Linked DNA regions of Mus musculus: all the other regions are linked to region 4. A link is a contact called in public promoter capture Hi-C data. All regions are on one chromosome and are shown on one strand. Each heading gives the region's core, a stretch centred on a gene start, on an enhancer-like site or on the middle of the called end of the contact. The rest is flanking DNA. Distances are from core to core; before and after follow the strand shown.

The links. Promoter capture Hi-C pulls out the DNA fragments that hold promoters and counts their contacts.
Region 1: a promoter capture Hi-C map of hippocampal neurons shows a contact between it and region 4, with 3 times the contacts expected there. The contact joins the promoter of Ccn2 here to the promoter of Moxd1 in region 4. A contact is called at or near these places in 3 of 39 promoter capture datasets (cranial neural crest, hippocampal neurons and liver) and 2 of 115 datasets of contacts at active chromatin or transcription factors (astrocytes and epiblast stem cells).
Region 2: a promoter capture Hi-C map of stem cell-derived epiblast-like cells shows a contact between it and region 4, with 4 times the contacts expected there. The contact joins the promoter of Vnn1 here to the promoter of Moxd1 in region 4. A contact is called at or near these places in 3 of 39 promoter capture datasets (the C10 cell line, hippocampal neurons and stem cell-derived epiblast-like cells).
Region 3: a contact with region 4 is called in a promoter capture Hi-C map of embryonic stem cells, with 8 read pairs. The contact joins the promoter of Enpp1 here to the promoter of Moxd1 in region 4. A contact is called at or near these places in 3 of 39 promoter capture datasets (cranial neural crest, embryonic stem cells and hippocampal neurons).
Region 5: a contact with region 4 is called in a promoter capture Hi-C map of stem cell-derived epiblast-like cells, with 4 times the contacts expected there. The contact joins the promoter of Taar3 here to the promoter of Moxd1 in region 4. A contact is called at or near these places in 7 of 39 promoter capture datasets (the 3T3-L1 cell line, the C10 cell line, cranial neural crest and 3 more), 1 of 115 datasets of contacts at active chromatin or transcription factors (embryonic stem cells) and 1 of 9 other capture datasets (liver).

Annotation. Positions count from the first base shown.
Region 1 is chr10:24,594,128-24,599,731 of GRCm38.p6, forward strand. Ccn2 (cellular communication network factor 2) reads left to right here and starts at 1,315. Exons shown (of 5, transcript NM_010217.2): 1 at 1,315-1,661; 2 at 1,749-1,971; 3 at 2,220-2,471; 4 at 2,605-2,816; 5 at 3,188-4,556. The coding sequence starts at 1,599. The coding sequence ends at 3,484. It overlaps Gm15270 (predicted gene 15270), which reads right to left and starts at 1,676. Exons shown (of 5, transcript NR_163910.1): 1 at 1,514-1,676.
Region 2 is chr10:23,893,254-23,898,847 of GRCm38.p6, forward strand. It overlaps Vnn1 (vanin 1), which reads left to right and starts at 1,435. Exons shown (of 7, transcript NM_011704.3): 1 at 1,435-1,838; 2 at 4,040-4,170; 3 at 5,155-5,347. The coding sequence starts at 1,623.
Region 3 is chr10:24,708,106-24,713,932 of GRCm38.p6, forward strand. Enpp1 (ectonucleotide pyrophosphatase/phosphodiesterase 1) reads right to left here and starts at 4,054. Exons shown (of 25, transcript NM_008813.4): 1 at 3,701-4,054. The coding sequence starts at 3,886.
Region 4 is chr10:24,218,987-24,224,954 of GRCm38.p6, forward strand. Moxd1 (monooxygenase, DBH-like 1) reads left to right here and starts at 4,531. Exons shown (of 12, transcript NM_021509.5): 1 at 4,531-4,881. The coding sequence starts at 4,618.
Region 5 is chr10:23,946,616-23,951,995 of GRCm38.p6, forward strand. It overlaps Taar3 (trace amine-associated receptor 3), which reads left to right and starts at 2,943. Exons shown (of 1, transcript NM_001008429.1): 1 at 2,943-3,974. The coding sequence starts at 2,943. The coding sequence ends at 3,974.

The sequences.
Region 1 (5,604 bases), core at 65-2,564, 370 kb after region 4:
ACACACACACACACACACACACACACACACACACACACACACGCAAAGAGAGACAGAGAGAGAGAGAAAGAGAGACAGACAGAGAGCCAATAAACAACACAGGTCCTAAATGAATGCACAGTGTATAAAATTGGTCCTTACAGAAACTAAGTAGCAGTTCTAAGAAACAGAGACTAGCTTAGATACATTGTTTACTTTTAACATCAACACACGAGCAGGGGATAAAGCTGTGCTTTCCTTGATTTAACCTCCCTCCACGAGCCTGCAAGCTATTTGAGTAGCAAGAGGCTTCATCACTAATTGTAGACACTTGGGGAAGTCAGTAAAAATATATTATGCACTGATGCTTAGTTTATAGCCGGATTATAACTAGATACAACCGTCTATGGTTTTGCTGTTATGTAAACAAGTGCTTTACTTCAAAACAGAACAAACCCCAACAACATCGTTAGATTATGGGTTTTAGGATAAGTTAAAAAAAAAAAATCCAAGCCTGGACCTCAGTACAGCCATGTTTAAAATATCCCAACTGAACCCCTACTGGCCTCCTTATACCTCTTTCTTCTCCCACTATATTCCCTGACACTTAGCTTCTGAACACAGCCATTTGGTCTGAACTCATAAACTTATTTTTCTAGAAAAGCCATGCCCAGTCATTCCCCTTGCCTCCCTGGACCCTGAAGACAAGTTCTTACATAAAGAGTGCTGAAAATCTCCCTGGGAACCTACATCCTTGGCTTTCATATCTTTCAGCCATCAAAATGGTTATCTCCAGTGACCAAAGATCAAATGCCTGTATTTCAGATACAAAAGTTGCACATAGGAATTCTGGGAGGAGAGGAGGCATTTCAAATGGCTATAAGCACCCTTCTCCTCTCAGTAGAAGAACACCAAGAGACTACAGCCCCGTAAAGAAAAAAAAAAATCCAAAACAAAGAAAAATATTTTTTTTAATTTCTAGGGGCCCATGGTATTTGCCTCTTGAGCTATTTGAGTCTTGAGAAGTTTTTATGTCAGTAGCCAGAACTGGCAAAGAGATTTTTAAGAAGAAAAGATCAGAGAAATAATCGTTTATTTCTAAGTTATATTTCATCAGGAGGGGTGAGAAGATGATATGGAGAAAGTTTTACTTCTTGGTGTTGTGCTGGAAACACAGCGCCTTTTTTTTTTTTCCTGGCGAGCTAAAGTGTGCCAGCTTTTTCAGACGGAGGAATGTGGAGTGTCAAGGGGTCAGGATCAATCCGGTGTGAGTTGATGAGGCAGGAAGGTGGGGAGGAATGTGAGGAATGTCCCTGTTTGTGTAGGACTCCATTCAGTTCTTTGGCGAGCCGGCTCCCGGGAGCGTATAAAAGCCAGCGCCGCCCGCCTAGTCTCACACAGCTCTTCTCTCCAAGAAGACTCAGCCAGATCCACTCCAGCTCCGACCCCAGGAGACCGACCTCCTCCAGACGGCAGCAGCCCCAGCCCAGCCGACAACCCCAGACGCCACCGCCTGGAGCGTCCAGACACCAACCTCCGCCCCTGTCCGAATCCAGGCTCCGGCCGCGCCTCTCGTCGCCTCTGCACCCTGCTGTGCATCCTCCTACCGCGTCCCGATCATGCTCGCCTCCGTCGCAGGTCCCATCAGCCTCGCCTTGGTGCTCCTCGCTCTCTGCACCCGGGTAAGCCCCGGGACTGACGGAAGGGACGGAGGGAGGGCAGAGTGAGCTGCGATCACAGACTGACCTCCCTCCCCTTCCTCTCCGCAGCCTGCTATGGGCCAGGACTGCAGCGCGCAATGTCAGTGCGCAGCCGAAGCAGCGCCGCACTGCCCCGCCGGCGTGAGCCTGGTGCTGGACGGCTGCGGCTGCTGCCGCGTCTGCGCCAAGCAGCTGGGAGAACTGTGTACGGAGCGTGACCCCTGCGACCCACACAAGGGCCTCTTCTGCGATTTCGGCTCCCCCGCCAACCGCAAGATCGGAGTGTGCACTGGTAAGACCCTCAGCCCCATTCCAGCCCCCTTTGCAGAGGCCTCACCTTTTGGTGTTGGACCACCACCTCTCTCAAGTCCAGCGTGATACCCTCTAGAAAAAGAAAAGCCCCTATCCGCAGCTGCTTCCAACCGGCCCCCTGCAGTCCTGACCCTAGCTCGTCACCTTGACATGTACAGTGATATAGCTAGCTGTTCTGATCCCTGTGACCCTACGCCTGACCTACAACTTTGTCTTCCTCTCCCGCAGCCAAAGATGGTGCACCCTGTGTCTTCGGTGGGTCGGTGTACCGCAGCGGTGAGTCCTTCCAAAGCAGCTGCAAATACCAATGCACTTGCCTGGATGGGGCCGTGGGCTGCGTGCCCCTGTGCAGCATGGACGTGCGCCTGCCCAGCCCTGACTGCCCCTTCCCGAGAAGGGTCAAGCTGCCTGGGAAATGCTGCGAGGAGTGGGTGTGTGACGAGCCCAAGGACCGCACAGCAGTTGGCCCTGCCCTAGCTGGTGAGTTGTCACCTTCAAAGTTACTGTTATTCATTCTCCCCAACTTCAGGGCCAATGCCCAAGTCCACCAAATTAAGGGGAAATTGTCCTATCCGGATGTTTTACCTTGTGTTTGTGTGTTCTGCTCTCACAGCCTACCGACTGGAAGACACATTTGGCCCAGACCCAACTATGATGCGAGCCAACTGCCTGGTCCAGACCACAGAGTGGAGCGCCTGTTCTAAGACCTGTGGGATGGGCATCTCCACCCGAGTTACCAATGACAATACCTTCTGCAGACTGGAGAAGCAGAGCCGCCTCTGCATGGTCAGGCCCTGCGAAGCTGACCTGGAGGAAAACATTAAGGTACATCCTCTGCCCCTAGTCACTCCGTTTTACAGAATGACAGGGAAGAGAACCGAGCTGGCTGTCTCACCTCCCATGTTATTAGAGGCCTGTTGTCTCCAGAAATATCTAACCATGGAGCTGTCTGGCTAGAATGAGAGATGCTGTAACAACAGCTGCCAGTTTTCCACTACAAAATTCCCCGTGGTGCTAGTTAATTCAAGACACTCCAAATGAGGCCATGGCTATTTTTGGAAAACTGGCAAATGAAACTCCCAGTCTCTCCCCTCAGAATATAAACACAAGTCAGATGACATAGGGCTAGTCTACAAAGGCTTGAGGAAGGCCACTCCCGTTGTAGTAATTGCTGTTTCTCCTTCTGTCTTCCTTAGAAGGGCAAAAAGTGCATCCGGACACCTAAAATCGCCAAGCCTGTCAAGTTTGAGCTTTCTGGCTGCACCAGTGTGAAGACATACAGGGCTAAGTTCTGCGGGGTGTGCACAGACGGCCGCTGCTGCACACCGCACAGAACCACCACTCTGCCAGTGGAGTTCAAATGCCCCGATGGCGAGATCATGAAAAAGAATATGATGTTCATCAAGACCTGTGCCTGCCATTACAACTGTCCTGGGGACAATGACATCTTTGAGTCCCTGTACTACAGGAAGATGTACGGAGACATGGCGTAAAGCCAGGAAGTAAGGGACACGAACTCATTAGACTATAACTTGAACTGAGTTGCATCTCATTTTCTTCTGTAAAAACAATTACAGTAGCACATTAATTTAAATCTGTGTTTTTAACTACCGTGGGAGGAACTATCCCACCAAAGTGAGAACGTTATGTCATGGCCATACAAGTAGTCTGTCAACCTCAGACACTGGTTTCGAGACAGTTTACACTTGACAGTTGTTCATTAGCGCACAGTGCCAGAATGCACACTGAGGTGAGTCTCCTGGAACAGTGGAGATGCCAGGAGAAAGAAAGACAGGTACTAGCTGAGGTTATTTTAAAAGCAGCAGTGTGCCTACTTTTTGGAGTGTAACCGGGGAGGGAAATTATAGCATGCTTGCAGACAGACCTGCTCTAGCGAGAGCTGAGCATGTGTCCTCCACTAGATGAGGCTGAGTCCAGCTGTTCTTTAAGAACAGCAGTTTCAGCTCTGACCATTCTGATTCCAGTGACACTTGTCAGGAGTCAGAGCCTTGTCTGTTAGACTGGACAGCTTGTGGCAAGTAAGTTTGCCTGTAACAAGCCAGATTTTTATTGATATTGTAAATATTGTGGATATATATATATATATATATATATATATTTGTACAGTTATCTAAGTTAATTTAAAGTCATTTGTTTTTGTTTTAAGTGCTTTTGGGATTTTAAACTGATAGCCTCAAACTCCAAACACCATAGGTAGGACACGAAGCTTATCTGTGATTCAAAACAAAGGAGATACTGCAGTGGGAATTGTGACCTGAGTGACTCTCTGTCAGAACAAATGCTGTGCAGGTGATAAAGCTATGTATTGGAAGTCAGATTTCTAGTAGGAAATGTGGTCAAATCCCTGTTGGTGAACAAATGGCCTTTATTAAGAAATGGCTGGCTCAGGGTAAGGTCCGATTCCTACCAGGAAGTGCTTGCTGCTTCTTTGATTATGACTGGTTTGGGGTGGGGGGCAGTTTATTTGTTGAGAGTGTGACCAAAAGTTACATGTTTGCACCTTTCTAGTTGAAAATAAAGTATATATATATTTTTTATATGAAAGGCTTGGCTGTTCATTCTTGTAAACTTTTCTTGGTTTTCCCGGGTGTAAGCAAGAAGTTCATATTTATCTTAAGGTAATTCACTAGGAAGTTTACAAATACCTTTGATATGCATGAATCGCACGAAATCAATAGGATTGTGCGTAGCATCCCTTACAATGAATCAAGCAGACATGTGCATCAGCTGTCTAACATGGTTCAAGGAACGCTTTAAGTTCAGCTCTGTGTAGCTGACTCCAGCTTCCACCAACCCCCAGCATACTTCACTCAGCCACTTCTGCTTGGTACATCTGGACATTAAAGCTAATTTATAATCTTTCACATCACAGATTAATCTGTGCCTTACATGGAGAATATGTTTAAATATTAGCTTGTGTTTCACTGTAGCTCTGGTTCTGAACTCGAAAGCCTCACTGTTAAACGGGAAGCATAGACTAACATATACATTAAAATTAAGTCAGATTATAAGCTTTATTGTACAAATTTTATTTTTCTATTGCTATGACAACTCATGGCAAATATAAAGATAGCACAAGTCAATTTTCTATCGATTAATGTTAATTGAAAATGGTTTTTATTTGAAGGTGATTCCACACTATTGTCCCACATTACCAAAATGGTTTATAGGTGACAACATTAAATTCTTTAAGAACCCTGATATAGAAAAGATATAAGATATACCTGGCTGTTACTAGCCAGTGAAACAAACAGAATCACAAACACTCCAGACACATTTTTCTTTTCCTAGATGAGAACAGCTGTGGTTTCCAGAGAAAAACATACCACAGACAGACTAACCTGCCCTGGGATGGTTAGCAATCTTGTAGTCACTCAGAGAGACAAAAATACACCTGAAAGCAGAGACATGCTACAAACAGTGCCCACACCACAAACCAAATGAAAAACTTCCCATGAGAAAAGTATTTCTAGTCACAACACTGGGCTTTAGGGTACACCCTCACAGGTACATGGCAACACTGGTAGCAGCAGCTGCTACCTCAAATAAACCATACCCCAAATAAACACACCCAGGGTACACAAACAGTACA
Region 2 (5,594 bases), core at 185-2,684, 330 kb before region 4:
AGTGGACTGGGTACCACATCCACTGTGTGGTGACTTTGTGAAAAGAAGAAATCTAAACACACACATGCTCATCATTTGGAGACACAGGAGGAAGGCAGTCAGGTACATGCCAAAGAGAGAGAGACAGGAGCAGGTCCGCTCTTACAGCCTTGGCTGGAGGCTCACTTTGCTACCAGGATACAATATACCCATGTTCTTCACATTGCTCGCAGTACGACGTAGCCAGGTAGCAGGCCTGGGTACTTTACACAGGACCCCTTACCTGTTCCTCATCTGAGAGAGAAGCTCTTTTGTTTTCTTAGAATAATGTGAAGATGCAATGTTTTCTTTCTTTCTTCTTTGGTTTTGCAGACCGGATCTCACTATACAGCCCTGGCTGTCCAGAAACTCACTGTGTAGACCAGACTGGCCTTGAACTCACAGTTCAAGTGACAGCTGAGTGCTGGGATTAAAGGCCTGTGTCACTATACTCAGCTTCACAATGTTTTTTCACCTTTCCAAAACAAACAAAAATAAAACAAAACTTGAAGAGTTTTTATTTGAATTTAAAGAAAACCCCAGGGCAGGCAAGCTGTAAATGTCAGAAGGTGTGCAGAGGAGGAGGAGGGGACAAAGTTACAAAGCCTTGTTGTTTTGAGTTAGGCTTGGAGGTTGGACACAAACTGCCTCTGGCTAGCATCTGAAAGCAAGAGAAGAAGAAGAAGAAGAAGAAGAAGAAGAAGAAGAAGAAGAAGAAGAAGAAGAAGAAGAAGAAGAAGAAGAAGAAGAAGAAGAAGAAGAAGAAGAGAGACACAGAGAGACAAAGACAGACACAGAGACAGACAGCCAGAAAGCCAAAGACAGCCAGATACACACACACACACACACACACACACACACACACACACAGAGAGAGAGAGAGAGAGAGAGAGAGAGAGAGAGAGAGAGAGAGAGAGAGAGAGAGAACAGCTTTCTGAGCCAACAGAACCTTAAGATGGCTTTGGAGCAACTGCCCTCTCAGCATAATATTTTTTTAGGGATGATTGTTCTTCCTGTCTCTTTCTTTAGCGTGGCTTAAAAAGAATCCACCTTTCTGAGGGGCAGTGCCTTGGCTAGGTGATTGACCTTCCCACGCCCAGAAGGACTATTAACTCTTATCTCGTAGGTAGTTTGGAATGTTAGGTATTCCCCAAGCCAAAGAAATAGCTTTCCACAGTGGGCTTCCACGGAGCCTTAATCAATGCTTCTGTAACTTTCCCCTCTGACGGGATAATCATAAAATCTGTTTGGAGATGGGCTGAAACTGGCAGATAGCTATAACACAAGTTTACACTGAAAATCTGAAGATACGGTTCCAAAGCTTTTACCAGACAGGGACTAGATTCCTGTCATAACCTCACGTGTGACCTCCAGGCAGTGGGTGGGGGCTCACTTAGGAGGCGATAAGTAACCTCTGTTCTTGTCTGCATTCCTGACCAGAGAACTAAGGACATTTCTGAAACTGTTGCTTTCAGGGACAAAGTTTTCTTAACTTTGAAAAAAAATTTTTTGAAGCTACCAAGGTCTGGGAACCACGTGACTCATGCCTTGTTTATAAAAGTATCCTGCAAGGTTTTGGTTTCCCGCAGTCTTTGGACTTCAGCATGGGCATGTCTTGGTGGCTGGCGTGTGCTGCAGCGTTTTCTGCCCTCTGTGTCTTAAAAGCCAGTTCGCTGGATACTTTCCTCGCGGCTGTTTACGAGCATGCTGTGATCCTGCCTAAGGACACCCTGTTGCCAGTGTCTCACAGTGAGGCTCTGGCATTAATGAACCAGAATCTGGACCTTCTGGAAGGAGCGATCGTATCTGCAGCGAAGCAGGTATCCTATCTCCTCTCTCCCGAGTACCGAGTCCTGAGGATGAGTACCGAGTCCTGAGGATGGGGGAGGGACCGTGTGGTAGGGATAGGGATAGCTCTCGGGAAACAGGGTGCCTGTCGGGGGTCAGTTCCGCTCACTACATTAGCATAGCCAAGGTGCTTTGTTTTACAGTTAGAATCTTTTCACCTCAAAATTATTAAACACACTATTACACATCCGTAACAAAGGAAGGGAACAGAGTTTGAAAATAACATTCTGCTCATTATTTAAGCAAGACTTTGAGGAACGAAATAGCATTTTGGGTTTTCCTTTCTGCTATATATAAAAGAAACGTTATAAACACAGCAGAGACCATTTGCTATTCCCTTTTTGAAAAATGGTTATTTTATGTGTGTGAGTGGTTTGCCTGCGAGTACACACCGTATGTGTGCCAGGTACCCACAGAGGTCAGACGAAAGTATTGGATCTCCCGGAACTGTTTCAGGAAGTTGGGAGCTGCTCTGTGGGTGCTGGGACTTGAATCTGGGTCCAGTGATCTCAGCCACTGAACCATCTCTTGAGCCACGCCCCCTTCAGTTGTTTTTTTAAGACTGAAATAACTTCAGCATACCTTCTTTGGGTGCATTTACAGTTACAAGATCTGGGGTGTTCAGAGTGCATGGCCACAGACATTTAGCTTACAGCCTGAAATAATTAAACTGGTTACAAACTCCTGACACTAAGTATTATAGTCATCCGTTCATTTTAATTGCACTATGTCTGCTAAGTGTGAAGTTTAAAGCAAATTTTGCAATGTGAGTGTGGTTTGGATAGAAGGGTTTAAGTAAGAACTCAGAGGTCAATTATACACCAGGGACATGTGAAGTATGGTTAACAGTAACAAATAGAAACACACCAGTGTGGTGGGTATAGCAGCATATGCTTTTACTCCCAGGGCCCCCAAAGAAGGTACATCCCTGTGAGCCCCAGGCCAACCAGGGTTACATACACAGTGAGACCCAGTAGCCAACTAATTAATATGTGTGTGTATTACTATTATATAGTAATATAATAAATAATATATTATTTAATTAAATATATATATATTTACATGTTGATATTTCACCCTTAGTCCAACTGTTTCTTTAAAGGCCACAGCAATCTTCAAGGTGGTTCTCCAATCCCAAAGTGCCCATTGCCTTTAGGCAAGGAATAGGCTAGGTGACCAGTGTACGGTGTCCTATCTCCTGAAATGCAGGAGAATTCTGAGGTACCAAACAGGGATTGAGTGGTGAATCAATCCAGTTGAGCCAGGCACAATTGACCAAAGTTCAAAAAGGGGTTGATTTGAAGGGGGGGGGGGGAGAGGAATGGGTTTATAATTAAGGGGTAGAGGGATTGCAGAGCTCTGGATGGCGTAGACAGCTGTTAGTGTGCATTAAAAAGTCACCGGTGTGATAGGGCAGGATTAGAAAATGAAAGTGGCCAGCGTGGTGGCACACGCCTTGAATCCCAGCACTCGGGAGGCAGAGGCAGGCAGATTTCTGAGTTCGAGGCCAGCCTGGTCTACAAAGTGAGGTCCAGGACAGCCAGGGCTTTACAGAGAAACCCTGTTTCGAAAAATCTAAAAAAAAAAAAAAAAAAAAAAAACCCAGGAAGAAAGAAAGAAAGAAAGAAAGAAAGAAAGAAAGAAAGAAAGAAAGGAAGGAAGGAAGGAAGAAAGAAAGAAAGAAAGAAAGAAAGAAAGAAAGAAAGAAAGTAAGTAAGAAAGAAAGAAAGAAAGTGTGTGGGAAATGCAGATGTATACATGTGATCTCAGCACGTGGGAGGTAGAGGCAGAGGCAGGAGGATCAGAACTTTAAGCTAAATCTATGCCATATAGACAGTGAGTTTGAGGCCAGGGTGGGCTACATGAGAGCCTGCCTCATAACACAACACAACACAACACAACACAACACAACACAACACAACACAACACAAGCAAATAGCTTGGGAAAAGAAAAATAGAGAAAACTGAAGAATATGACTGAAAAGTATCCATCCCCCCCATCTTGTCATCCATGTCACCTTGACTGTCCTAGAGCTTGCCGTGTCTTCTAGGCTGGCCTTGACTCACTGAGCTCTCCTACCACGCCCAGCCGGCCTCTCAGTCCCTCAACTCTGCAGCCCACCTCTGCGAGTTAGTGTGCCTGAGAAGTGTTTTAACTCTCTGTTTCTAACAGGGTGCGCACATTATTGTGACTCCAGAAGATGGCATATACGGTGTGCGTTTCACCAGGGATACGATCTACCCATACCTGGAGGAGATCCCAGACCCTCAAGTAAACTGGATACCCTGTGATAACCCTAAAAGGTAAAATTAACAGTATGCAGAGGGTAGCGAGTAGGGGGAGACGTGAGGAGGAGAGTAGACAGATATGATTACATTACACTGTAGACATATAAGAAATTCTCAAAGATACAAAAACAAAAACAAAAAAACAAGCCCACGCCCAGCTCAGTTATGAGCCTCTTCTTGTTTTACCAGGAACAGGAGTTGAAGACACTCCTGTGTTGGTCAGATCTCTGCTTCTATCACTGGACAGTGGACATAAACCAACTTAAAAGGAAACTCGGAGTTGCAGAGGCTTTAATCTGTGCTCACGTGGCCTAGTCCTTTAGACTCATGGTGACATCATACATCAGAATGGAGAGGCATGGCAGAGCAGGGCAGTCTTACACGCAGTGCAGGGCAGCGTGGCAGGGCAGCCTTACTACAGGGCAGCCGGCTAGGGCTGGGGCTGGGCGGAGAATAGACACTACTAATCAGATCAGAGTTGAGGAATTTAACTACGTTGTGGGCTGTTGAATGGACTACAGAATTGCAGACTAGTCAGTACAGGTTCTGCAGTGCAGTTGTATCTAGGAGACAGGTTCCAGAGTCTTCTTTATTCTGCTACCTTCCAGTTTCCCTCCAGTCCAATTCTGAATTTTGAGTCATGCATTTATTTCCTAGTTCTTCCTAGTGCATCTCCTATCAGGCCTTATTTCATGAACAGACCACGGAAGGATTTGCTTTACAGTGTTCAGAGTATGCTGCAGACATTCTACAATTGCATGTACAATGACATATTGACACATAGTATGATTCAGAAATAGGTATGGATAGATTCTTAACCCCAGAATATATTTCTATGGCCAAATTCCCACTATTGGCGTCCTTTGAAGCCTTTTGTTGTCTTAATCCTTTTTTTCCTACCTATCATTTTGAATTGTTGTATACACCAAACCATAGATTTTTGTTAAAAACTAATCCAGACTTTTAAAAAAATTCTCTCCCAATGGAAATATATACCAGATTTGGCTCTACCCCGGTGCAGGAGAGACTCAGCTGCTTGGCCAAGAACAACTCCATCTATGTTGTGGCGAACATGGGAGACAAGAAGCCGTGTAACACCAGCGACTCTCACTGTCCACCTGACGGCAGATTCCAGTACAACACTGATGTGGTGTTTGATTCCCAGGGTAAACTGGTTGCGAGATACCATAAGGTACAGTTAATTAATTGATTAATTAATTAATTAGCACTCATCAATATTAATGCTCATCAATGGAGATAGTAGGTGATATTCATCAATAATAATTAATCTACATCAACCAACGTATTAATTAATACCAATCAACAGTAATTAATATTAATTAATCAATAGATGTTAATAGTAATTAATTAATATTAACTAATTAATCAAATAAAAGTGAGTGGGAGAACAATTATTTACAATGATAAATGTGCTTTAG
Region 3 (5,827 bases), core at 2,804-5,303, 490 kb after region 4:
ATGCTGGCTCTCATTCATCCCGGTCATTCATGACTTCTTCCATCACCGTCATCCAAATAAAATACTATCCCCGTTTTTATCTTACCTATCCGAGTTACAGCCGAGTGCCAAGTATGTTTGGATTCCTCACATTCTGACTTTATAACTGAGTGTTCTGTCTTCCCATGATTCTAACTAGAAATAAAGTGTGTAGTGTATTCATTCAACCAACCAAATGCTGATGGCAGTCAGGTACTATCAGAGACCCAATAGAAACACAATGAACCCTGGGCTCCTTGGTCCTCCGTACACATTGGAGCATTTGAAACAAATGCCTTTAGAGACAAATTTTAGACTGTTCTAGCTTTGGAGATAGCCTGGTCATCTTGAAATAAAATGCTAAAGCCATGGAAGGCACATGTTAAATTTGAAAGTCAATGGACAATGTCGATCCAAACCCGACTGAGAGAGTTATTCTGAATACTGTAGGATAGATATGGGAAGAGGGAAGAAGCTAGAGAATTAACCCTAGTCTAGCTAGACCAAGGCCAACTTCTACCTCTTAGAAAGAGCTCTTTAACGGGAGTAATGCTTTAGAAGATCTACTAGAGCTCACACTGCAAACTACTTGAAAGCTACTAGTCCTTTTAGAACTAGAATGGGGAGCAATGGTATTTTAGATAAATACCTGAGCCCAACTTTAGGAGTGAATATTTCAGTTCAAACTTGATCTGGACCTAGGCAAGGGCATTTCATATGTAACTGCTATACTTCAGATTGCAAATATCTACCCAAAGCTTCATGAGATAAAACTCTTAGTCCACAGGGCAGTGCTATCAGGAGGTGGGAGATTCTAGAATCTACCTCGTGGGAGATTCGTGGGTCATGGATGGTGTTCAGTCAAAGGGGACTGTGGGATCCTAGGCTCCATCTGTGTTTGCTCATCCATCCTCATTTCCCCCTCCAACACCCAGCGCTCTCAGCAGAGGCCCAAAGTAATGTACCGGAACCTCTGCTACCCTGATTTCATACCACGATCTGCTCAGCCTTTTCCCTTGGCAACTTAATTATCAACGTAGTTCAACGCAGCCAGGGAATGCTAACACACGTACGTCACAGAGGACACTGAGAGCAGTGCCTGTTTTTCTCTCTTGCTGTTTCCTTAGACCTGCTGAGTACCTAGGCAGAAAGTCCTGAGATGAAGCATCACCCAGGCAAGCAAGGCTAGGACGAGATCCCCATTCTCCGTTGACTCTGATGTAACTACATTCTTTTCACTAATTAGAGAAAATCTAAGAAAAGCACACGATCGTATCATCACTACTTCATCCTCCCCCTGCAAGCAGCCCTGTGATTATCCTGTCCGATTAGAATCCTGTGGCCAGGGAGTGGGGGGCCTCCCTGATCCTAACCCCAGGATGCAATTAGTCCAACCTGATTCTTCAACTTCATACAAAATGTGCTGATGCTTAATCTGAAAAAAGAAACAAGATAAATCCAATAATTAAGGCTGTCTCTCGAAAACATGTCCCAGAGCTCTTTGATGACAGTCGTCAAATTCCTTTGAGGGCTTCTGATAGAGGGTTATTAAAGTAGAGGAGGAAAAGAGAAAAAATAGGTTTCACTTCCAGCTGAGTCCTGAACTAAGAGCTCCAGTGAGAAGCGGCTTATATTTTATGCCTCTCTGGAGTCCATCAAAAGACATAAAGCTGCAGCTGGAGAGATGGCACAACAGGTAAGTACCTTGTTGCTCCTACAGAGGACCCAGGTTCAGTCCCCAGCACCCACATAGTGGCTCACAACCATCTGTAAACTACAGTTCCAAGGAATCCAACATCCTCTTCTGGCCTCTGTGGGTACCAGGCACACACACACAAGGTATACAAACATACACACATGTATACATATATGTATATACATATGTATATATGTGTGTGCGTGTTCATGTGTGTGCATACATACAATGGAATTGGAGGAACTATTACATTACTCTGGGCCTCTGTTGAGAACATTGGACAGCTGGAGTGGGGGATATTTATATATATGTGTGTGTGTGTGTGTATAATATATATTTATATAAATTATATATGTAATATATTCACACATATATGCTAAACAGTCACACACATAAACTAAAAATATATAAATATCTAAAAATTATCTGAGACAAGAATTTGTTCTAATTCATAAAATATGCCGTAACCAAATATACCAAATATTCATAGTTGATCTGTTTGAGGAGATTCTAGGGCATGCAGCAATTTCTGAAGTGTGCCATCAGAGCCGTTTGTAATGCTGGAATACTGGCCAACCAAGCGACCGCAGGTGTCAGAGTGAAAACTCTGTGATCTACAGGTGGACCTGTGCTGACATCTATTGTGGGCCTGTATGCAAATGAGTAAAACTGAATTCAATAACTGGAAACCCTTCAATGACTTATAGTAAGTTTATAAATATGCCTTACAATTTCATAAACATTCAGTGTGTCTTCATTGAGTATCTCACAGTAGGTAAGAGTACTGAAACTCAATAATTTAAGTAGTCCTGTAACAATTGCGATCTTCCATTAAAAAACATACAACAAAAAGTCTTACTAGACTCAAACTCACTAAATGCCCATCAATATCATATGAGTGACATACGATACAAAATTATATCCTGGGAGACAGCCGCCTGCGGTTTGGGAGACTTCTTTGAACCTCAGACTTATTTTTAAAAAACTAAGGATATGACACCATCCCTTAAGTCTCGGGATTCTGGTTCTCAAAGTGCTACGGTGTCTGCATAGAACCTAAGAACAGTGGAAATGGAAATGATGTCAAAAGGAGACTTTAAACATCGGAAAGATTTTTCCACAAAACAGCGCTCAAGCCAGAATGTGTAAGAATATGTTTTAGGGTGTGCTAGTCACAGAAAGCTGTGGTTTGCACGTACTATAAAATAACTAACTACCTCCTCCTTCAGTTCTGAATTTATTTCCCGCAGTCAGTCCCATTGAAACTATGCTATGCGCTCTCATTTTAACACAACACAGCGGAGCTTGAGAAGAATAATGGAAGTCCCCACCAATACTTAGAACCACCACACAGGACTCAGCCTTTCTGACCCAAGGAAGATCCCGAGTGAAAATCGGCGTCCTGTTTCCAGAAGTTGGTTGTGGATGCTACAACTGGTCTAACAGAAGAGCAGAGGGATATAGCAGGCAACTGTGCCTCCGGGCAACACACAAACAGCGCTGTCTGTGGTTCAAAGAGTGGGCAATGAATCCCGGGCCTCTTCCCAGTCACATAAACATGAACGTCAATGGGGCTTCTAAATAACTGTCTGGAAATACCACTACAGAGCCAAGCATGGGTGTTTTCTAAAGTTCCCGATACTTTCAAAAGCTGTGATAAATCTTTCAACTGCAATAAATTCACCTAAAGCCACGAGCACCACCTGTACCCTGACCTACGCCACCTAAAAGACTACAAACATCGCTGCGCTATCCTAAGACTAGCCGATTTTTTGTTTCCGCCTCCAAATGTCCTGTATTCTCTGGGGGAAGAGGACGGTATGTCAAGGTGACTATTTTAGCAGCCTGCTCCTGCTGGGAGAGGGGTAAGGACCCTGCAGGTCACCCGGTGCCGGCGCAGGAGGCGCCCACGCTCTCCCATGCCGGGTGCCGACCTGCTCGCTCTCGCCCCTCCCGGGTGTCGGGTCGCGGCAAGCACCGACCTACCAGCGACAGCACTTTGTAGGTGTTGGGGTCTTTGGCAGGGCGGGCACGCTCCGCCTTCTCCAGCGGCTCCTCTCCTAGGTCCATGGGCGCGAGCAGCGAAGCCGCGGCTGGTGACTCGAGCTCGCGACCGTTTCCCGCTGACCCGTGCCGGGGCCCGTGCCCTGCCTGGTCGCCGTCGCGCTCCATCGCCCCGCTCTGCCCCCGCGGGCCGAGCTTTAATAGGCTCGCAGCCCCGCCCCGCCCCGCGCCGCCCCCGCCAGACCCTTGGCTCCCAGCCCTCGGCCAGCGCTCCGGCCCGAGCCGCTCAACGCCCCGGGTATTTGGCTTCCTGTCTGATTTCGGGCCCTGGGCGCGTGGGCTATTTTGGGTCCCTGACGTGGGCGTGTCTTTAACTTCCACCCCAAACCCTGTCCCCGCCCGCGATCGTGGCACCCTACGAACCCTTGCGGAATCCCCCCGCGTAGCCCAACGAGGACTGGACTGGAATCGCTGTGTGGTCTGCAAAGAGTGTGAGATCTTGGAGCCCCAAAAGTGAGAGGATGCAGCGACCCCCGAGGTCTCAAAGGCCGGACACCGGTGGCCGGGAGCAGACCTGCTTTGACCAGGGAAATGCAAACGAGCGCGTGGGGAGGTGACTTTCTTTTTCTCCCACAAGTGCAAACGAAAATTCTCTACCTGGAGCTGCTAAACGTGGGGCACGGGGTTTACACAACACTGATGGGTTTGCACAAACACACATATGGGATGTGTGGCGTCCGGGGTTGCTATCCTATTATATTTACATATTAGCTATTTTAGACTTCCGGAGGCTTCCGGGTGTCTGTGTCTTGCTTCTCCGAAGTCAGCACTTTAATTGATGAGCAGAATCAAGACTCTAACTCTATGTGATGAGCTTATTTTTAAAACAGAACGTGAGCAGTAGGCTTTAATTCTTGATGGGATTTGTTTCACCTTTGATTCTTCAGCTTTACACTCCTTCCCATCAGCAAAACCACACCTCCCAGAACCCAAAAGCAGAAGCAATGTGACTGAACACAGTGACTAAGAAAAATCACAAATTAACAAGACATCCCTTACCTGCTTTGTTTATATACATCACATTATATCACATTCACTTTTGAAGTTTAACGGGTGTAAATTGGGTTTGTCCCCTCTCAAACTGTCAGCACGGACTGGGGAGGGCAATCAACAGGTAAAGTTCTGGTATTCGCAAGCATGAGATTCTAAGGGCAAATCCCAGACTCCAAAAACCCTGTAGCCTGAGCTTGTAATCCCAAAGTAGGAGGCAAAGGCATATGGATCCCAGGGATGGCCAGCCAGCCAGCCTAGCCTATTTGCTAAGTTCAAGGCTAATAAGAAAGGGTCCCAGAAAAAGGTGAGCTGGGCTTCAGACGAATGACAACCATTGGTAGTTCTGACTTCCACTTTCATGCATGTGTGCAGATACAAACCGGAACACAGACATACAGAGAGAGAGAGACACACACACAGAGAGATAAAGAGAGGTAAAAATAAATTAAAACAATGTGAACACTTTCAATTTGTTCTGACTTCATTCATTCAGACATTTAATAATGAATCAACATTTTGAATGCCATATGTATTAAAATGTGAACATTTTCATATATATGCATATATGTATATATAGTATGGGGTGAGTCAGCAAGGGGCTAGAGTAGGATTAAACCGTAGAGAGAAGGGTCTGCATATAGATACCCAAGCCACACAGTAGGACCAATGAGTGACAGCAGGAGAAAAGGCCACCCTCAAAAGCAATCTTTAGTTTATTTTTTATTATTATCACTACATTACAAACCACCCACTAGAAACAGGTCCACCATTTCATACTCAAACATACTTTTTACCCCAAACTTGGTTCTGGGTTGTTTTTTTTTTTTTATTATTTGAATGTTTCCATAAACCAGATGGAAGGCCAAAGTTTTACTCCACTGAAACTGGCCAAATACACGTCAAATTTTCTAAAAGCGCTCAACAGACAGTTTCCAAAGCGGCCTTGAGTGTAAAAGAAAAATCGAATAAGTGTATTGTCAGCAACCCAAAGCAATTAATGACGTTTCTACTGTCCTCATTGGAAAAGCCAATGCTGTCTGCAAGGTTACAATGTCT
Region 4 (5,968 bases), core at 3,281-5,780:
TAGGTCTGGCTGTCCTGGAACTCACTTTATGGACCAGGCTGGCCTCGAACTCAGAAATCTGCCTGCCTCTGCCTCCCAAGTGCTGGGATTAAAAGAGTGCACTACCACCAACCACCCGGCTACATATGTAATTTTAACTTCATCATATTAATGATATTGACATGTAATGTTATCATTAAAATCTATTTTCTTCTTGGAAAAAGAGAAACAAAAACTTCATGCTCCTTGATCTTCATGAATCCAACTTACAGCTCTCTCTGTTGTGTATTCATGTGTGGTCTCTTTTATTTTGTCCTAGTTTGGTCAGGGTTCCTATTGCTGTAATGAGACTCAGTGACCACAGCAAGTCTTATAAAGGAAAATGTTTAATTGGGGCTGGTTTAGAATTCAAAGGTTTAGTCCACTAGCATCATGGTAGGAGTCATGGCAGCAAACAGGCAGACCTGGTGCTGGAGAGGTAGCCGAGAGTTCTGAATTCTGATCAGTAAGCAGCAGGAAGAGAATGAAACATATGTCTTCCAACAAGGCCACACCTACTCCAACAAGGCCACACCTCCTAAGAATGCCACTCCCTATAAGCTATGGGGCTATTTCTTTCCAAACCATTACAATACCCATGTAAATTACAGCATTCGATCACAGTACTAACGCTTGCCCTCTCTAGCCCACTTAGTTCAGGACTCTTAGAGGATAACCTAGAGATGTTTGGACTTGGTTTTCCTGCAGATACTCATTAAGTATCCATCCTCTGCCTGTCTGTTCGCTAGGCAATGGGGCAGGTAAGAGACCAAGCATGCACACAGACTACACATGCACTAAAGTGTTCTGGGTGATATAGGACACCTGAAACTGTTCATGCACTGCCAATGAGGAATTGATACCACTTGAATGAGACATGTACAAAGAGGCTCAGGAAATATTTCCAAGAACAGAGGAGAGAAAGGACAATCCTGGCAGAGCAAGCAATCTGTAAAGGTGTTGGAACATGAGCCAACACCTCTGTCGGCTGAGAGTGGTAGGCTGTGGGGCAAGTGGGACAGTGTCACCAGACAAAAACCAAGAACCTTGAGTGGATTCGGAAACCCCGCCCGGTAACTCTCATATCTGAGAATGGTTGGCATTTCATCTACTCCTAACTCGGTTCCTGTCCTGGAGCATGTGACCATGACACCCCACATGAGGATCATGACAGCTAGTCACATAGCATAGAGCCCGGAGTTCTCCATCCTAATGTGGTAACTAGGTTGGCCGACTCCCAGTGTTTAGCCAATAAGATTACCTTCCCAGACATCCCTTCCTACAAAAGGTATTTAACCACCGGTCCACCCTGATGAAGTTGTATTCACACATTTTCCATGATGAACAATGAATAAACAGTTTGGGCAAGCAAGGACTGTCTCTCTTCTCAAGAACCGCAGTGGGGGGAAGCCTTTGTCATACAGAGCCACCTAAGTCTCCCACAGAAGGTCCCTCTGTGCTCTGTATACTCACCCTTGAACTAACCCAACCCCCCCCCCCCACCCTTGCCCAGTGCCTACCACCCTCTTTGTGGTTTCCAGCGGCATCTGGGTGTCCTGGAGTTTGGGAACCCCAACTTTAGGCCCAGCTTGTGTCATTTCTTACCTGCGCTGGGACCCCCATCTTAGGCTACTGTCCGCTGGGAACCCGGCATCCCGAGGATGAAATGGAATGTAGCACCTTCTTGTTTTGTCTGGCAGAAAACAGACCCACACTAGAGGCAGTGTTCATGTACCCAGAGCCAATGGTTAAGTGGGGCAAGCAATGGGATGAAATCTTATAAGGTGTGGCATCATTGTGTGACAAGACAGAAAATGTCCTGGCAGATGTGAATTTGGAATTTTAATGGGAATGCACAAGAAGCACATATAACTGATGTGTTCATTTCCAGGGTAACAAAACGGTTACAAAACAGAAAGCTTAGCTTTCATTATTCTGACATCCCTGCCATTGAGGGCACAGGATACTCAATATAGGAAGCTTGCCTCCGGTGACATAGCAGCCCATTTCTCTTGTCTCCATCGTTGGCTTTCTTACTCTTTCTAACGACATCACTCCTTCTTCCCGGTGGAATCCAGCAACATCAGCCAAAGCCTGGTAGATGGTTGAAGTTGGAAGGCTGCCACCATCTGTTGCTGTCCTCAGTACCTCCCCAGAGTTGCACTGGGGCTCTGTTCCCTTTGCTCCACTTCTCTCAATACTCTGCTAGCTCTAACTTGACCCAAGATCCTCACATCCCTCTTTTCTCATGCTGTCCTGTTGTCACCGGCTAACCTTGTGAACAGTGGCCCCTTCTTATCTGGGAACAAATTATTTCTCCAGACAGCTGCCCAAATCCTTCAGGAGGCAGTTCCATCTCAAAATTGCCTTCAGAAAAGACTATATTTATATATAATGTACATATTAATATAAAACTTAATTGACATCATTGTGGCTATTTTAGGAATAATAAACTGGAAAACTAGAACAATAAACATTTCTCTTCATAGAGAAAGTGGCAGATTTGGGGCATACTTGAGAAATAGATCAGAAGGTTTTGAAGTACTCTAGTCAACACAGGTAAAAAGGAGTTAAGTGTGTATAGTTATTTCCCGTGTTGCAAGATTTTACTTCATCTTTAAATCAGAGCTCTAACTTCAATATTTTGAAATTTTCTACAACATCAGCTCCACACTAAATAGTTAACTTCATATAAATATAAATTGGTTTTCAGAAAGAATTAAGCTTGATACCTTCTAACAGAGTTTAAAGATATACAGGTTTTGCACAGATACATACATATATACATGCATACACACATATGTACACAAAATATACATACACAAACATACACACACATACAAACCTACATACACAAACATACACACACCACACACACATGCACAGATACATACAAACATACACATATACCCCACACACACAAGCACACATACTACACACACACACACAAACACACACACCACGAACTCTCTCTCTTTCTCTTTCTTTCACACACACACACACACACACACACACACACACACACACACACACACACACACTGTGTTTGTTTGAAGCTTTGTGTCAACTTGACACAAGCTAAAGTCATCTGAGAGGAGGGAACTTACTTCAGTTAAGAAAATGCCTCCATCAGATGGGGCTGTAGGCAAGCCTGGAAGCCATTATCTTAATTAGTTATTAATAAGGGAGGGCCCAACCCGTTGTGGGTGGTGCCATCCCTGGGCTGGTGGTCTTGGGTTCTATAAGAAAGCAGGCCAAGAGGAGCAAGCTAGCAAGCAGCACCCTTCCGTGGCCTCTAATATCAGCTCCTGCATCCAGGTTTCTTTCCTGCTTGACTTTCTGCCCTGACTTTCTACATGATGAACAGCAATAAGTCCAATAAACCCTTTTATTTTTCCAGCTTGCTTTGTCGTGGTTTCGATTGAAGCAATAGAAACCTTAAGCAATAGAAACATGCGTGCGTGCGTGTGCACGCACGCACGCGCACACACACATCCTATACTGACATCTACATACACTTGGATAGAAATAGTACAGAGAGCAACAGTGTGCTTTATCTATATTCTTATCGGTATTTTGGTCTGTCCTCCCGGTATTTGTTATCCTATTTGGTTTTTGTTTTTGTTTTGTTTGTTTTGTTTTGTTTTTTTTTTAAATCAGACAAGAGTTTGCTTCTGAAATATGGTAAAGTGTATATAAACTAATGAGGAATCTAATGTGCCCTCAGTATGAGTACTGAGCATCTGGAATACAGGAGTGCTGTGTTCAAAGACCAACAAGCCAAGCAAGACTTGAGACTAACAAGACCATGGCCAGAACTTAAAAGGATCAGTGGCGGCAGCGGCTGGAGAGTGAGGGATAAAGGGACTCAGAGGAAAGCTGACCTTGACCTAATCCTCTTCTGTATAGGCAGAAATCATTCCTTCACCACCAAACTGAAGAAATCAAAACCCGACGGAAAGCTAAATCAGCAGGAGAACTAAGAATTGCACCCCCCCCCCTCCCCAGCCCTGCCTCCTCCCAGAAGAGGAAAGACTGAAAGAAGGGAGAAGAAGATGAGGGTGTGCCTTCCTTGCTGGATGAGCAGGCATCACTACGAGCTCCAGTGAGGAAAGTCAAAAGTCAAAAGTTTGCCAGGGATGCAAACTGCGCAGTTTCCATCTGGGGGGTGGGGGTGCTTTCCCTTTCTCTCCTCCGCACCCCAGATTTTCCCAGCTGTCTCTTCCCTCCCATGGTCCCGAGAGGGATGCTTTTCTATCCCATCACTTTCCAATTCCTTTCCTAGGTCCCTCCCAGTCTGCACATCGATTCCTTTTTTTCCCTCCTTTCTTCTACCCGGCTGGGTCCCCTTTTCTCCGCCTCTTCCAGGAAGCTCCTTGCCTTCTTGCCCTCTTAACCCAGACTTCAGGGACAAAATAGGATACACGGTGGCAGCAGGTGGATGCCTGGGGAGAGGCTGGGGAGTCTCCTGGTAGGACCCAGAACCAGCGGGGGCGGGGACAGCGGGCGGGCGCGGCCAGCCCCGGGGCGGTCCCAAGTTGGGCTCCCTGGTCTTCGCCCCCCAGTGGCTGCAGCCCAGGTGCGGCGCGGGACAGGAGGATGTGCGGCTGGCCACTGCTTGTGCTGTGGGCGCTGCTCCCCGCGACGGCTGCGGGAAGCCCGGGCCGCTCGTACCCGCACCGCGTGGTCCTCGATCCCGAAGGCAAGTACTGGCTGCACTGGGGCCGGCAGGGCGAGAGGCTGGCCTTCCGTCTGGAGGTACGCACGAACGGCTACGTGGGCTTCGGCTTCTCGCCCACCGGGAGCATGGCCGCGGCAGACATCGTGGTAGGCGGAGTGGCCCACGGGCGGCCCTACCTCCAGGTAAGCTCGGGTCCCTTCGGGGAGCTCCCTGCGCTGGGATCGCCCTAGAAGGGCGATGGGCAGCGCAGTCCACCCAAAGGTGAGGCTGATACGGGCTCCGTGCAGCAGAGTCCATCTCACCTCCTTTGCCACTTTTTGCCCCAGGGTCATCCGAGCCTGCCCTGGGGTCCCTGCCTGTGTCATTTGCAGTCTTCGCCCGGGGAAGTTTACCTCTTCGGGAAGCTCGCATCCTGGTGCCCCACTTCACCGACCATTGTGCACAGACCACACATTCCCCTCCATCCACCCCATCAAAAAAAAAAAAAAAAAAAAAAACCCACAGCTTTTGAGACCTAACTGGTCGGACCTGTGTGCACTTGCCTGTCTAAGGTTGGGAATCGCAGTCTCCAGTGGTTGGCTTTGGGGGCATCCCAGGAGCAGCACCAACATTTACTAGAGCATGCACGAGATGAATGAAGGGCCCTGAAAACTTGCTTAAGGAAGTTTTGTTATTAACAGCTCTCGAGGAAGCCAGGTTTAGCGACCCATGCACAACCTAGAGTCTCCAAGCAGAGCCCTCTATTCAGGGATAGGTTTTCCGCTTTAATAGGCGACAAATTCATCTGATTCGCTCCCTGCCCATTAGCTCTAGGGGAGAGAGTTCTGGTAGATGCTACCTGATCCAGGCATCTTTATGTGTAGGGAAACGAACAGAATTCTGTAGCTCGACTTCCTGGGTACTGAACTTCATATGGGTCATAGTGGATATACACACTTTCTTACGGGCCAACTCCCATGCAAGAATGCAAACCTTAGCTAAGAAGCCTCAGGAAAACTTCTGAGCAGCATAAGAATGCCCCTTGTGAATTTCAGCGTGTATAGCTCAATACTTCCTCCAGTCTTCTAAGATGGAATTTCACAGCATTCTGACTGAGGGGCTATCGTATTATAGCTTCGGTTCTGACGCTGAAATGTTTGGCTGGAAACAAATTGACAGCAATTCGAATTTTCAAGCCACCCTGCCGTGTGTGTTTACTTCTCCCCAAGTCATCACTTCCTTGCTATCCCCTGTAAGCGCTGTGCACCTCTGCTAGAGTGCAGCCTGCTG
Region 5 (5,380 bases), core at 1,693-4,192, 270 kb before region 4:
AGAACAATTTGGTCTAAGTAGTTTTGAAACTTTTAGATATCTAGAATTTTTACCGTTATCTGAGTTTTGCTTGTATTTGGGGGAGTGGGAGGGAGAGGCAGGAGGCAAGGGTTATTTGCTACTTTCTAAACAGCATTTCCTATTTCCTCATTATCTTAAAATTTTCCAAGACAGATTAAAGAGTGGCAGGAGACAGAGTGCTTTACTATTTAATTAGGTTTCAATGATATGTTGGAGCTAACTTCATACTATTTAACAAATTATTCCTGCCCTATAGATGACATTGTATTATGCCATCAAGTTTAGCAAATAAATGGGATATTATCTCACTTCTCAAGAAATTTACATTAAGACAAAACACAGTACTAGAAGGAAAGGAATATTTGAAACAGCTTCTAATTTCTATAGTTATATCAATTATTTTTGTAAGATTTATTTCAACTGGGAGAGTTTTTAAAACAAGCTTCCAACTCAAGCCTTTAATTTTAGCACTTGGGAGGCATAGGTAGGAGGACCTCTGAGTTTGAGACCAGCCTGGACCATACAGATAGTTTTAGGAGAATCAGGGCTACGCAGAGAAGCCCTCCCTTGAACATACATTAATAAACAAACAAACAAACAAATAAACAAACAGGAAAGCTTCTGGAAGCTAATATTGTTTGTGCTGATTCTTAGGACAGCACGGAGACCACAGCAAGGTGCAGCAAGGGGATGGAAGGGAGGGGAGCTACATCAGAGTTTCCATGGAAATGGATGCTGAATATACATTGATATACCTGCAGGGCCAGTCGAGGTGTGTTTCCCAGACTCTCCCCCTCATCTACCTCAAAAGGCAAACGTGGTCCTTACGAAGGATGCCTTCAGTAGATTCTGTGCTATCAGATCTAACAAAGCGTCCTGTGCTTAGTTTTGGTAGATACTTTCTGTTTTACTAATTTTCAAAGAAAGCCACATCTAATGTAAGTTGTAAGAAAGGCTCATCATGATTCTCTCTCAGCTTTCTGTCCTGTTCAAGCTGCCGTCATCATCCTGTGTAAGCATCAAGCATCTAACAGTACTTAGCCTGCTCGTACCTGCTTTTCAGAAGATAGCGTTCAAAAACTACCTCCCTACCTGTTGTCAATGTACAAGAATCATTTAAAAACTGGCAGTTGCTGCTGCTTGTAATTTTTGATGCTATCAGTATCAACTGCTGCATGTTCTTACAAAGTAAATTTATAGGAGAAATGTTTCCCTTTTCCCACGTTTGTTTTCAGTGTGACACTTGGATATAGTCTCCCTTCTACCAGTCCTGCAGTGGTCTCCAAGTAATCTTTCCTGTTGCAGTCTTAATGTTGGCAATTAGCGAAGGGAACAGAAAAGATCTAGTCACACATCCTAGGAGATGTATTGTATCTTTCCTAGTGTGCCCACGTCAGTTATACTTTATAATAAAGTCTTTTCTATTTTATAAAATTATTCATGCAGTTATAATACCACCCAAAGAATGGTTTGGAGTCTTTACAGAATTTAAATCTGGCGATTTGTGCTTAAAGGTGCTTACTCCTCTGTCTGGATGTCTGTTTGTCTCACTTCCTTGTTGAAACTCACCATGTGGCCCACGCAGGTCTGACATTCTGGCAGTCTTCCAGCCTCAGCCTCCTAAGTCCTGGAGTGAGCTGCCACTTTATGCTCTGAGACGACTCTTTAGTGAACTGTGTAGAGCTCACATTATTTTCTGACCTGTGGAACTAGACGAAGAACCAGAGTTAGATCTAGACCCTAAAACTGGACGTAGTTATGTTAAGAGAATGGCGGTGTCTGTGTTACTCGGTAACGTGCACAAATATTTGCATTCTGTGATAGAATTTTGGATGCAGTTTTTAGTTCAAGCATAGCTTGCATTATTTTCATTTTTAAGGCGAAGGAAATTAGAGAATGCAGCTAACATAGCTTGCATTATTTTCATTTTTAAGGCGAAGGAAATTAATTAGAGAATGCAGCTAAAGTTCAGTGTGGAGTCACTATGCCTCCTGCTGAAATGAAGGTGTCTAGCGAAATGTTGATAGGTTTTAATTACATAACAATATACTGCATTACCTGCCCGACTTTTGGTAAGTATACGTGTCTACAAACATGCCAGCTTTATCAGCTCAACACCAAAACTAGGAAAATAAAATCTCCCAATGATAAACTATTTAAAATGATTATGAACATTTTCCTTGAGCAGTGTGTTATTTCTGATGCCTAAACTGTCTATGGAATGTTTGCATGTGAAGGATTCGCATTACTGAACAAACACACAGGAGAGGACTTTGTGATTTGACTTAAGATTTTACGTATTCAGTATTTTGATGGTGGAATACATCTAAACTTATTGTAGTTCTTGAAATGAGGCTGCTTAAGATAAATGTCCACAAAAAAAAAAAAAAAAAAAGAAAGAAAGAAAGAAAAAAAAAAGAAGAGAAAAGAAAAGAAAGCTATTTGGCAATCTTCCAGTTCACTACAAAAATAAAGCAATATAGCAGAGTGAAGGAGGGAAGGAAGAACTAGAATAAAAAGATCAGGAATGAACTATTCATCTTTCATTTTTCTAATGCAGAAAATAAGCACAGTAGGTATAATTTTGAATTTTTAAACATGTATTCTATTCTTCATGTATGGGTGCTCTGTTTGCGTGCCAGAAGAGGGTATCAGATCGCTTTATAGATGGTTGTGAGGTGACTTCCGGTTACTTGGAATTGAACTCAGGACCTTTGGAAGATCAGCCAGTGTTCTTAACCACTGAGCTATTTCACTAGCCCCTAGTTCTGAATTTTTAAATTAATGGTATTTAGTGTGAATTTAAGGCAGATGACTTTGAACATGAATGTACTCCTGGCAGGTGAAGTTCACTGGGATAATTTGAACAAAAGAAGAAACCCTGACTTCATCCTGGAAAGGAACTTGAAGGATAAAACACCATGGATCTAATATACATTCCCGAAGACTTATCCAGCTGTCCAAAATTTGGAAATAAATCCTGCCCTCCCACCAATCGCTCTTTCCGTGTCCGCATGATAATGTACCTGTTTATGACTGGAGCCATGGTTATCACCATCTTTGGAAACTTAGTGATAATCATTTCCATATCGCATTTCAAACAGCTACATTCTCCCACCAACTTTCTGATCCTCTCCATGGCAACCACGGACTTCCTGCTGGGTTTTGTCATCATGCCTTACAGTATGGTGAGATCAGTGGAGAGCTGCTGGTATTTCGGAGACAGCTTTTGCAAATTCCACGCGAGCTTCGACATGATGCTAAGCCTGACGTCCATATTCCACCTGTGCTCCATCGCGATCGACCGGTTTTATGCAGTGTGTGACCCTTTGCACTACACCACCACCATGACGGTATCCATGATCAAGAGACTGCTGGCTTTTTGCTGGGCAGCCCCAGCTCTCTTTTCGTTTGGTTTAGTTCTGTCAGAGGCCAATGTTTCTGGTATGCAGAGCTACGAGATTCTTGTTGCTTGCTTCAATTTCTGTGCGCTTACGTTCAACAAGTTTTGGGGGACCATACTGTTCACTACCTGCTTCTTCACTCCTGGCTCCATCATGGTTGGTATTTATGGTAAAATTTTTATTGTTTCTAGACGACATGCTCGAGCCCTCAGCGATATGCCTGCGAACACAAAAGGAGCAGTAGGGAAAAACCTGTCTAAGAAAAAGGACAGGAAAGCAGCTAAGACCCTGGGCATCGTCATGGGGGTGTTTCTAGCGTGCTGGCTGCCTTGCTTCCTGGCTGTTTTGATTGATCCATATTTAGACTACTCCACGCCCATCATAGTGCTGGATCTTCTGGTATGGCTCGGGTACTTCAACTCTACTTGCAACCCCCTCATCCATGGCTTTTTTTACCCGTGGTTTCGGAAAGCTCTTCAGTTTATAGTGTCAGGAAAAATATTTCGCTCTAATTCAGACACTGCAAATCTTTTTCCTGAAGCACATTAAGGAAACCAACCAACTAACCAACCAACCAACCAACCAACCAACCAAACCAAACCAAACCAAACCAAACCAAACTAAACCAAACCAAACCAAAACGATAATAAATAAGAACTGAATACAGAAAGTGAAAGACATTATTTTGACCCTTAGCAAAGCAGGGGTGGTGGTTTAAATGAGAATGGTCCCTGTTGGTCACAGGTTTGACTATGTTGCCCCCCCCGCCCCCCCCCCCAGCGGGTAGAGGTGTTTTGGGAGGGCTAAGAGGTGTGGCCTTACTGGAAGGAGTGTTGCTGGGGGTGGGTTTTGAGGTTTCAGTAGCCCAGCCATTCCCAGTTTGGGCTTTCTCTTTGCCTAGAACTTGCATCAAGATGTAAGCCTTTGGCTACTTGCTTCAGTGCCATGCCTACCTGCCTACTGCCATGCTCTCATTATGGTGATCATGGGCTCACCCTTGGAAATTTTATACCCCAGTAAACCATTTCTTCTAGAAGTTGCCTTGATCATGTGTCTCTACACAGCAACAGAAAAGTAACAAAACACCAGGTCGCTGCAAATATTGGTCTATCTATGACACTTCAGCAACTGCAGTTGTGTATGCTGCTAAGAAATCCTTCTAAAAGCTTTAACCAGTTAATCAATATGTCCATTGATTAATTAACTCTGTATCCAGTATGTAGGCTGCTAAACAACAACAACAATAAAAAAGCTGTGCAGAAGAAATATGAAGTGTAAGATGAAATAAATGCATACCTATGGGTCAAAGACTGATGCCAGAATAAATAATTCTGTTTTAAGAACCCAAAGGAAGATCCTTATGATCTGTTGGTGCTTTTAGTGAACTGCTTTATTCGACTCGATTCTCTGGAATGCCTTAGTTCTATGCTAGGTGCTTCTGTCCTTCCTGACCCTCCTCTACACAGGCTGTGTTAAAGCAGTGGTTCTCAGCCTTTCTAATGCTGCAACCTTTTAATGCAGACTACAAACATGAATTTATTTTGTTGCTACTTCAGAACTGCAATTTTGCTACGGTTATAAATTGCCGTGTAAATATCTTATACACAGAACATCTGATATGTAACCCCTGTAAAAGGGTCTCCAAAGGGGTGGTGACCCACAGGTTGAGAACTTCTGTGTTAAAGAGCCCTTGCTGTCCAGCGTGTACATAGTGTTTTACCAGTGGGACGCAGCAGTAAGGTGTCAGCAAATACAGGAAGGATGAAATGAGTCCCACTTTCCACATAGGTATTTTCTGCAAATCTGCCCCAGGCTGGCTGTGGTTTTCAGAAAAGGCCATCTGCTGTCCACACAGCCCAGCCATCTGTGGAAATTCCTTAACTGTGCCCTCCCACTTGCAAGAGATCTGGTCTAGCAAGAGTGCCAAACTGCCGTTGGTCTTGGGTACCAGGTTG